3 separate regions of the Bombyx mori genome follow, and regions 1 and 2 are each linked to region 3. The links are chromatin contacts, called in public Hi-C maps. All regions are on one chromosome and are shown on one strand. The core of a region is the stretch at or near the end of the contact, and the rest is flanking DNA. Distances in the headings are between cores, read along the strand shown.

What was found. Hi-C and Micro-C count contacts between places; a contact is called where the count stands out from the background.
Region 1: a Hi-C map of midgut shows a contact between it and region 3, with 2.0 times the contacts expected there. The contact joins two enhancer-like sites. A contact is called at or near these places in 4 of 7 Hi-C or Micro-C datasets (middle silk gland, midgut, posterior silk gland and 1 more).
Region 2: a Hi-C map of whole pupa shows a contact between it and region 3, with 3 times the contacts expected there. The contact joins two enhancer-like sites. A contact is called at or near these places in 3 of 7 Hi-C or Micro-C datasets (middle silk gland and whole pupa).

What each region holds. Positions count from the first base shown.
Region 1 is chr5:1,569,362-1,572,869 of ASM3026992v2, reverse strand. All of the region lies in intron 5 of LOC101745080, which reads right to left. Among protein-coding and RNA genes, the nearest start is that of LOC134198866, 18 kb to the left of the region's middle. Within about 2 kb of position 2,014, at least 4 of the 8 cell types and tissues checked have open chromatin away from gene starts, as enhancers often do.
Region 2 is chr5:1,593,513-1,597,029 of ASM3026992v2, reverse strand. It overlaps LOC101745080, which reads right to left. Exons shown (of 15, transcript XM_012690409.3): 12 at 2,515-2,845; 13 at 1,748-2,072; 14 at 51-647. Among protein-coding and RNA genes, the nearest start is that of LOC134198866, 6.1 kb to the right of the region's middle. Within about 2 kb of position 1,934, at least 4 of the 8 cell types and tissues checked have open chromatin away from gene starts, as enhancers often do.
Region 3 is chr5:1,535,301-1,539,326 of ASM3026992v2, reverse strand. All of the region lies in intron 5 of LOC101745080, which reads right to left. Among protein-coding and RNA genes, the nearest start is that of LOC105841641, 23 kb to the right of the region's middle. Within about 2 kb of position 1,691, at least 5 of the 8 cell types and tissues checked have open chromatin away from gene starts, as enhancers often do.

The DNA.
Region 1 (3,508 bases), core at 765-3,264, 33 kb before region 3:
GCATATACGACGCTTGTTAGCGGTTATCGGAGCTCATAGACATGACGATACGGATTCCACCTTGAGATATCAGGTTTTACTGCTAGTAGGACCTCTTGTGAGTCCGCACGGGTAGATACCACCACCCCGCCTATTTCTGCCGTCAAGCAGTATAGCGTTTCGGCTTGAACGGTAAGGCGGCCGTTGTAACTACACTGAGACCTTAGAACTTATATCTCAAGGTGGGTAGCGCATTTACGTTGTAGATGTCTATGGGCTCCAGTAACCACTTAACACCAGGTGGGCGGTGAGCTCGTCAACCAATTTACGGAAGAAAAAAAAATTAACATTATTATTTCCACCCCCACAAAGATTATCATCATTAACGCCCCCGCAACTGGTGTAGGGAGTCCAACACTCATATAAATATTAGACTATCCATTAAGTACATGTATTTTCTACATGGATACCAAGTTACAAGTCAATCGGATACATGGTTCAGTAGTTATAACGGAACATCCGTAAAAACCACTGTAGATTTATATATTAGTATAGACACTAGTTATGTATTATTTGAATATTAATATATAGATGACGAGTTGATTAGTTAAGTAATCTGTGTTGTTGCATTTAAGAGATCGAAAGTTGTTTTGGAGCATTATAATTTTAAAATTAAGTTAAAAGACTCGTTTTGTATTCAATCGAGAACGGAAGTAAAATTTGCATTGAATATATCATTTAATGTACGTCTCCTCGAACCGATAATAAGGATAACGTGTCCTGACGTAACGCGGGTCAGAGAAATACAATAAAATAAATTAAACATAATGTGTGCGAGTCACATTTTTAAACATATTTATTTATCTTAACATGTAAAAAAAATTGGAGTGTCTGTTTGTAATATTGAAATAACCGCTTTTTACTACACGTATATGAATACATATATGACACATACACCAAAATAACATTTTATACAATTTTTGTCTGTCTGTCTGTTTGTTCCGGCTAATCTCTGGAACGGTTGAACCGATTTTGACAAGACTCATTGATAGGTAGCTGATGATAATAAGTAACTTAGGCTACTTTTTTTAGACTAGCTTCGCCCCGCGGCGCCTCCCGCGGTACGATAATAACTGCGGGTAACATCGCGGAACTCAGATAGTATTAAAATAAAAACACGTTATTATTCGCAAGTCGTACTAAGAATATAATACACATATTTAATTCCGGCGATCTTAGGACGTCTTTTTTAGTAAAATGATTGGAACATTCACTTTTGTAATTTACTAGCTGACCCGGCAGATTTCTTAGTGCCCAAGCTAAACCTTTGTATAAAATAAACTTAAAACAAACAAAAGGAATCCGTCCGGCGGGGGATACATCAAAGGAAAAACAAAATTGTTATTTTTATGTAATTCCGAGAATTTTCATATTTATCTTAATCTACCTTTTAAATATATATACATATATATATATATAGACAATATACAACATAGATTCAATTAAATACTTATACAAATTAAATCATTTAGGTAGCTATACAGATAAACAGGAAAATGGCTTGAAATCAAAGTTGCCATGACAAAATTAAGATAATTCGAATTCCGTTCATTTTCGAACCTTGAATTCTAGGGAAATCATCACACGCGAATACGCGTGTTTTAAATACTTGATTTGAGTTTGGCGGCGTTCTGTGTCTCTTGTGTTGGATAACATTCATATTTTGATAGCATTCTATGTAGTTCTAATAACAAATTATCCGGGTGGCTGTGGTCAGTATCTAATTTTAATCTCCTGTGTTGTCATTCGTTTCATTGACATTAATCAACTATCAGGTTAATCATAGGTCTTGAAATTTACGTTGAAGAGCCCCTTACATAGATTAAAACATATCAAATATGATTAAAGTAACGATTGTTTTGTTATAATTATGATTTATTGCGTCCAGTGAACATTGCACTTATGCATTATCATTTATCAGCTGTTAACTTGTCTCTGTCTGTAACCATGTCAACAGCGTCAATAACAGAATCGGGTGACAGTGATACTTTTGACATGAGACGTCAAAATAATCGTGTCACTAGTTCGAATGACACTCTACAGTAATTACATTTCAAAAGAACTGTTGACTTGTCGGAAATGTCATATAAATTATACACGTCCCGTACATAGCTTATGTGTTATCTATCTCTTCTTAGATCTCATGTAGATCGATTTTTTCCCTACCTATACTGATAGCCTTGAGAGCTGGAGAGGCTATATCTAGGCGTAACTAGACAAGTAGGTGAGCTCATGGGGTTCAAACCTACCAAAGTTGCTAAAACTGACCCTAGCAAGAGCAGTGCTTCGCAGAATATTTTCGCAGACTTTTTCTAATGAAATACGCATTTCGCATTTTTCTAATGATTCGCCTTTCTTCTTATTAACATCTATTTTTTTATAGACTCGGTAGTCTCGGTAGTAATCATAGAACGATTTCTATGATTCGTCTTTCATAAAAAGTGATAATTTATAAAAAGTTTGATCGGTGGAATAGTTGTGTGCCCGGAAATCGCGAGAACATCATGTATTCCCTTTCACGGCCGCTGCGGCTGACCACTTTCATGGGTAATTCCCTTCAATGGCACGTGCCCAAGGATGTTGTATAACGGCTATGCGGTTGCACTGTGACGTAAGCTGTAGCCGTCTGGCTGGTTGTGTTAAGCGGAAAAAAGACAGACGAATAAAGCCGAGGCGATATTTTACCTGGGTATGATTACTCACGTATATATGTACAGTACAGTTATTGGATCTAATGGATCTCACAAACCACGGAGCCCCGACAGCTAACCTGCAAAAGCGGGATTGTAGGGATTGGAGGGTGTCTATGTGCGTGCGGGCCGCGTGAGCGAACACCATACTCGCGTAAGTCATGACGGGCCTTATGCAAGTTTTGTAAAGTGTCACCTTGTTCCGAAGAGACATTTTACTCCGCTTACAGATCATGGGGTAGAGTCTACCGAGAATAAACGCGGCACGGTCACGGACTGATTTTATATGCGGGCGGAATGTCATCGATGCATCCATGGTAACGCCCAGGTACTTAACCTTCCTGGCCCAGGGTACGGGTTGTCTAAAGAGAGTAATCGGGGGTGGCATAAGAAGTATAGTAAGACAGTTCTATAGACATTGTAACGGTAGGCCGGAATATATTTGGCAAATGCCTGAATAACGCTAACGGCATTTTCAAGTTAAATTTACATATAATATACAAGTTCCGAATAAAATTTAGACCGTTCTACGCAAAAATCTCACACGTACGATACAAGATATTTCATTTGTAGCAATTTATTTAGAACAATATTTAGATAGCAATTAAAATTTTATACACAAATCTTTCTCGTTCATCGCGGTTTCTGGTTGTGTAAAACAGGGAATCCCAAATAATGTTAGGCAAGAGATCTTAAAGAACTCAAAGATAGACTGAGGTTAATATAAATTCGAATCCACTGTTTAATAAGGGGCTTTGCCGCCACGACGCCATCCTGAT
Region 2 (3,517 bases), core at 685-3,184, 57 kb before region 3:
CGAAGAATGATTCATTGAAAGTAAATAAAAGAATTCAATAGAAACTTCACCTTAACGGGTTCGCTGAGGTTCTCCATGCTGACGAATTTCTTGGCCAGCTCTTTCACTTTAGGTAGATGGGGTAGGACTTCATCCAGCTCATCTATATACCTTGGTTCCTTCTGGCTTGAAGTGTCCTCGTCGAGATCTCGACACGGACTGGAGCTATCAGCCTCTCTAGAGATTTCGTTATCTACGTTGTCATTGCAGTCGGTTCCGTATCTCGCTGATAAGCTATCTTCGGGTTTACACTTCATAATCTCGCCGGTCTGCACGTTGTATATTTTGATAGAATCTTCAACGCTACTGGTGCTGATGTAAGAGTCATCGACGCTCGCTGGCGATTTGAGCGGTTGGTCTTTCTCAACGTCTCTTGTTTCATAAGCCGTTTGTATTATTTCTTCGAATTTTTTGTCTGTATCTTCATCTACAGCGACGGGTTCGGCGGCAAATAATGTCTGTTCATTGGCGTCATCGTATTCAATTAGTATATCCGTATTATTGTTATTATTAGTCATCGTAGTTATTGATTCAATTGGACGTTCTTTATTGAATTTCGTGTACTGTTGGTTCGTTGCGATCAAGTTGAATTGTTTTATAAGTAATCCCTGAAATATTTGTTTCGTTAAGTTGGCAATATCGATTTCGAATTTCTATATTTATATATTTTATGTGTAATAAATTAGTTTTATCAAAAAATCGATTCGAAATCAGCAGTGACAACTTAGTATAAAAATGATTATGTAAACAGTGGAAAAATAGATTTATGGTTATAATAAAAATCGCGTGCTTATATAGGGTGTTGAGTAAGCGGCGCTTAGTGCAATAAGGTGCGGTCAGACTGTTAGTCACGGTATAAAAAAATAATCAAATAGATTCACACTATCAACTGATAAAAACCTTAAATTAAGGATGTTAGTGAGAAATGAGTGAGTTATATATTTATTAATTTTGTTTTAGCGTTTAGTTTAGTTTTAGCGTATTGTTAGTCAAAATTTGTACTTTCCAAAATACAACTCACCACTAATTTCGACGTTTATTACTGTAGTGATAGTACTGAAAATTACATTAAAGGGAACACGTATCTATAATGTGCTTCACCAAGGTAATACTGTTTTTTTATTTAATTATTAATGTAAGTGCAGTAGTGCTGTTAGTCAGCTGTTCCATATTACATCAAACAACATGCTCAGATTACGCACGACAAGTACATTGTGTGTCAAAACGAAGATATTTTAGATATTGGCTGTGAATCTATGACGTGAATGAATCATTTGGAGTTCGATTGAGAAACGAATGTGATGTTAAAAAGGTTTAAATTAAATTAACTTATTTATTATATTCGCTACGTCCTGTATATGTATTGCATACAGTTCAGGTTTAATTAAATGAGATTATCATTAGTCGCATTCGATTCGGAGGTGGTCGAGGTTAATGGGGGGGTATCGGGAGGCGGTGGTCACCACAGATCGGTGCGGAACCGTTTGCTCAACCTGAGACTGCCTCCGAAGGCGTAGGTCGTGTAGCGGAGGGCGGGGCGCGGCTTGTGGCGGTCTCCCCTCAGGGTGTTGCTGCGCCTAACGTTCGAATAGCTCTCGAATAAATCCTCAGTGATTTCAGGTTCGTTTGGTATTTTAAGTCTAACTATATCCTCGTTTTCCACGAAACCGTCACCTCCGTAGCACACGTCATTACTACGTTCCCTTACGTTCGTGTTTCTGTTTAGTGCGTCTGTTGCGTGATTCTCGACAGCGTTGTCGTATTGTCTATCGGGGTTCTCGAATATGGGATTGATCGCGAAGTTGGGGCTCGCGTTTCTGGGGCTGAGCACGGCGCGGACGAGGTTCTGGTGCAGCGCGGCCGCCTCCAGGTCGCTCAACGAGCTGCAGGCACTTACTGGCGACGCGGACCCCGGGTCGGAGCTCTCCACGCCCGTCCACTTGCTCACGGACGACGTGGAGCTCGTATCGCTGTGCCCCAAACGACCACCCGCCGACGTCTTCGCCTCCCTTATATAATAATCACGACCGTAACTGAAACAATAGATGCGCTCATAAAACCTACTTTTTTCCCTACCTATGCTGATAGCCTTGAGAGGCTATATCACCCTAACGTGTAGGTGAACTCACGGGATTCAAACCAGAGTGTTGCTAACACTGGCCCTAGCAAGATCTCTAGTATCTCACGGATCGCTTAGAACCTCTGGGTCTACGGAGGGACTTTTTTATTTATTGCTTAGATGGGTGGACGAGCTCACAGCCCACCTGTTGTTAAATGGTTACCAAAGCCCATAGACATCTACAACGTAAATGCACCACCCACCTTGAGATATAAGTTTTAAGGTTTCAGTAAAGTTACAACAGCTACGCCACCCTTCAAACCGACTTTACTGCTTCACGGCAGAAATAGGCAGGGGGGTGGCGGTACCTACCCGCGCGGACTCACTATTGATCGTGTATGTTTCAATTAATATACCGTTTGTATTGTGGAATGTCGTCAGCCAGCACGTCTTTCAGTATCCTTGGGGACGGACTTTTAGTTCTTCTGTCGGTTCTGTTAACATTCTCAGCACTGGCGTTCAACGAAGCGCTTCGCTTCTCTTCCACAATAGACGCGTCGCTGGTCGCACGGACGTCGCGTTCCTCATTGTGATCCTCCAGGTCTCTCGTTTTTCTGGTGATGGTGTCGAACAGCGAGGAAGCGCTCTTTGAAGATAGCCTCTTCTGTATAGCCTCAGGCGAGTACGGGTTGTTCGGCATCTCGACGTAATTCAACCACTTTTGGCGCTCCCGGTATGCTATTGAGCCTGTGAATTGATGTAGAATTCAGAATATACATCGACGCTTGAAAGGCAAACGTGACTAAGCGACAATAACTGCTTTATACATAAATGACAGGCAATAACCATATTCGATGCGAAAAAAAGATATATTTCTAGGTCTATTAGAATCATTTCAATCCTATAGCTAGATTCGTTAAAATGGATTGTTTTTCAGGTATTTCTCAGGTATATTTTAAATTAATTTCAAATTTAAATTAGTCGACTGTAAAGTTCACGCATTGTCGCTTAGTCAAGTTTGGCTTTCAAGCGTCGACATGTATTAAAAAATCTAGTGAACTGAAACTTCCAAATGTTACTTTTTTTCATCCTCCAAACGATTATCGAATATACTCGAAGACGCACAAAAGAATCATAAAATATCGGTCCAGCCATTTAGGAAGAGGACACTCATACGCACACGCCCAGAAGGATTATTATATAAAATGATTTACATGAATCTTAATAATAAGATGGTGCTATTTAAATTTCGGTGACATAATACAAAGTGAAGGTTTTTAAATTGCTTAAACGAGTTTATGAGTCCTCTCGTGATAAATGGTTATCGGAGCCCACAGACATCAACAATGTAAATGTCCAATTATTCTTGGAATCTATGAGGAAGATTCCCGCGGATGACGTGACAATGATAATCGATTT
Region 3 (4,026 bases), core at 442-2,941:
ACATATTATTTCTCTTCGATTTGCATACCTTCGAAATGTGTATGCGGTCTGATGGATAAAAGCCTACTTCGATCAGTGAGATTGGCAATCCTGACGCCTATAAAAGGTCATCAAGTCCGAGCATTTGTTTTTTTTTTCCAGGCAATTGAAGGTAATTTGTAATAACAATTTGTATTTGTCGTATATGTTTAATGTGAATTAAGCAGTTGGAAGTTATGCGTTTTGTTAAGACATGTCGCTTCCAACTTTAAGTGTAATCAAGCGGCGGATCAAAGGGAACAAATTGTAATAGTATTTAAAAAAAAAGGCAAACGTTCCAACTCCATACAAATTTGAGTTAACTTTTACGCTATCGAGAACGTTAAAAAGCTCGCGCACTACGCACACTGATAATGATTTCGGTTATGGTGGCGAAGCTTGGGGGAGGGAGGCTATGTCCAGCAGTGGAGATGAGTGGGGTGAAAAAATAGGGTAGTTGTTCCTTTTTGTGATGAAAATAATAAATATCAAAAAGCAACGGTGTTAAATAAAGCCTATCGAAATTATCCAATACGAAATTGATTTTCTGGCAGCCTTACATACGCAGGGCGAGGCCGGTGTCCGGTTTCATATGTCACACACTGCCGCGTTTTAATTAAAAAACCAGTGAAAATAACATATGACTTCGCGGTTCGGAAATTGAACAATAATGTCAAGTATACAGAATTACTTAACAATATTTTTATTATACTCTTTTACGAGCCTAAATTAATTGATATAGTCAAGGTTTCCAGGGCTTACCAGAGCCCATAGTCATCAACAAGTATACCATTATTATATAGTGTTGTAAATCCGCATGTATTAATTAATACAATCATCCCCCTATATTTCCTATATCTTCTTTTTAGTATTTGTTATTGTCTTAGAAGACAGACGATCATACGTCTCACACAATCGTTAGTGGTTGCTGTAGTTCATGGACATCATCATTCTGGTACAGTCCTGCCAGTTCTCTATAAGTAAACCGCCAATTGCCTTAGAAAATAGAGAGACGTTGTTGCCAAGTGTTACTGTTACCTATCTGCTACTTTTATAAAGCTAGTTATTGTAAGCCCGTATGGGCAGGTGCCACCATCTTGCTCTTATCTATCGCAAAGCAGTTCTACGTTCCGGCTTGGAGACTGGGACAGCCAGTTCACAATACAATAGACATTGGTCATATATCTCAAGGTGTATGGCAACATTCACGTGATGACTGATCATGTCTATGGGCTCCTTGACCATTTAAACGGGTGGTTCGCGAGCTCGTTCACCTGTTTGGCGGAAATTCTTCCCTGTGTCGATACCTTGTAATCGGTGACACCGTTGCGATATAAGCACGCAACATCCTGATATCTCCTGTACCTTCTTCTTCACATCTACCGCGAAGCGTGCCGGTTTTAAGGGTGCAACTTGCATTATCTCAAGGTTACAAGGCAGTATTTGTTTTTGTTTACTATAAACTCCAGTAACAAGGTAACGGCCGGTGTATTTTGGAGCTTGTCTAAAATAAAAATAAAAATTTTCGCAACAAGAGAAGGGCTACTTGAGTGATACGTACACATTATATAATTATAGTAGATTATGTAATAATCGAGGCACGTACACGTGGTCCCTTGGTGATCGTTCTGCGCCTAAACGCACATTGATGTTATCGGCAATAAGACGAGAGCCGTAAGTTAAGAGCGCCAGCGATTTGCAGAATTAGTTGTTGGACGACGATAGAGCAGGCGGTTAACTGACCAACGTCGAGCGTTCGGGAGAAATAAATAGTTAAGTAGTGATGCTTCATTTAAATTCAAATTTTCAACAAAATAAAAACTACTGAAAACACGTTGTGAAACTAGAATTTCAGTCTCCGTCTTAACAGTACAACGGCTGCCCAACCCTTCTAACCAAAGCGCATTACTGCATCACGGCAGATATAGGCAGAGCATGGTACCTACCCGTGCCGACTCATATTAAGACGATAAATTGACAAAATCGCTTGCATCTTAGGTTTTACGCCGCTAGTATAAGCAATACGCACGAAGAGAACGGACACCTGTTATGATTACAGCAACCGAACGAAAAGATCATGTACCTAGTCCGTCGTGCTAAATAATATTTGGTAAGACATAATCGCTAAATAAACTTATATTGAGTAACCTTTCAATAATTCTGATAAACTTTATTTTATTTTGATTTAAATATTATGTAATTGTATATGAAATTTTATGGGCTTAAGTTGCCTGAGATAAACGCATTTTTGTTTTAATAATACGTACGAATATAATATTATTTATAGTTTGGTTACAAGTCCCTTTGCTGGAGAAGTTCATGATTGGAGTACTTGTGGGATTATCGCATGACAATACTACAGCCTAGGTTCGTATGTCTTGGTTTGTTTTTCTTTTATTGTTAAGACGTAGTTGCGAAGAAGGGCTCGGCGAGTAAATTAACCCACAGACACAGCCCACTGAGTTTCTCGCCGGATCTTCTCAGTGAGTCGCGTTTCCGATCCGGTGGTAGATTCTGCGATGCACGGCTCTTGCTAGGGTTCGTATTAGCAACAACGTCAGGTTTGTGCCCCGTGCTCACCTACTCGCCCGGTTACGCTGATATTGTCTCTCAAGACCTTCAGCTTAGGTAGATCTTCAGATCGCAAAAGAAGTGATATAGATTACCCTACATCTATACTATTGTCCAGTTCAGGTTCGTAGTGTTGTTTTATTTTTATTGCATATATGGTTGGACGATCTCACGACCCACCTGGTGCTAAGTGGTTACCGGAGCCCATAGGCATCTACAACGTAAATGCCGCCACCCATCTTGAAATATGAGTTGAAAGATCTCACTTTAAACAGTACAACGGCTAAGCCCTTGTACCTTAGCAACAATATTTCTAGATTTACTTTTTGTCTGGCGTAGCGGTCCCACGGTCGACTGGTCGCAATAAAAAAGCATAATAACCTGGAGTTAACTTTGAGCTTTAAAAGCCTGTAATAAGATTTACGACGCTTTCAAGTCGTAGTAGAATTGCAAATCTGAGTGCCTGTTGTTTTGCAATGCCAATGAAAAAAATCGTATTTTCGTTCAATTTGATTCAAGTAATTGAAATCTTACGAAAATGGCGCCTTGTTACTATCCCTCTTTTTTGGCTGGAATGCAATTAAATGCGTTCCGTTTTGAAGGGCGAGAGAGCGACTAAAAACTAAAACAATGTAATTTAGACCCGAACCTCAGACCTCAAGGTGGGTTCATGTCACAAAGCAACATCAATACCAAAACTCGATAATTAAAATAGATTACCATTTAGAAGTCACTCCCTCAATCTTCGGTCGAGAGCAAGCAGTTGTCCTTAATAGCCCTCCCCGTTCCAATGTTTCGAAGACGTCACTTATTCATCTATCTATACTATCTATATCTATACTAATATTATTATATTATTATTATTATTAATACTTTATTTCAGTTTTTTTTTAAACCATAACATGTTGTTAGTAATAATTACTTATAATCTATATTAAAAAAATCTAACATATAACTATCATTATATACATTTTATACCATTACATATTTTTTTTCTCCTTCCAAGTCCCTACTGCAAAGGCTATTGATCAGCAGTCCCTTGATCTTGCTCGATATGATTTTCAAAAGACTGTTTCCACTGTCACGGACTCGACGCAATAACGATGCATATTATAAAGAGGAAACATTTGTTTGTTTGTTTGTATTGAATAGGCTCCAAAACTACTTAACCGATTTGAAAAATTCTTTCACTGTTTGGAAGCTACACTATTACCGAGTGAGGCAATAATATATTTTGAAAAAAAAATTGGGATCCTTACTAAAACTCCAATAATGTAACCCAAGATGTAAAAAAATTAACTAAAATATTTTTTACATCGCGTGCCCTGCGAAAACTATTTATGTTAGAATAAAATAATGTACTATGACTTTGTAGAACATATTATTATTTAAAAGTATCGCGACAGCACATGTCTAACTATTATAGTTATGCCGCAA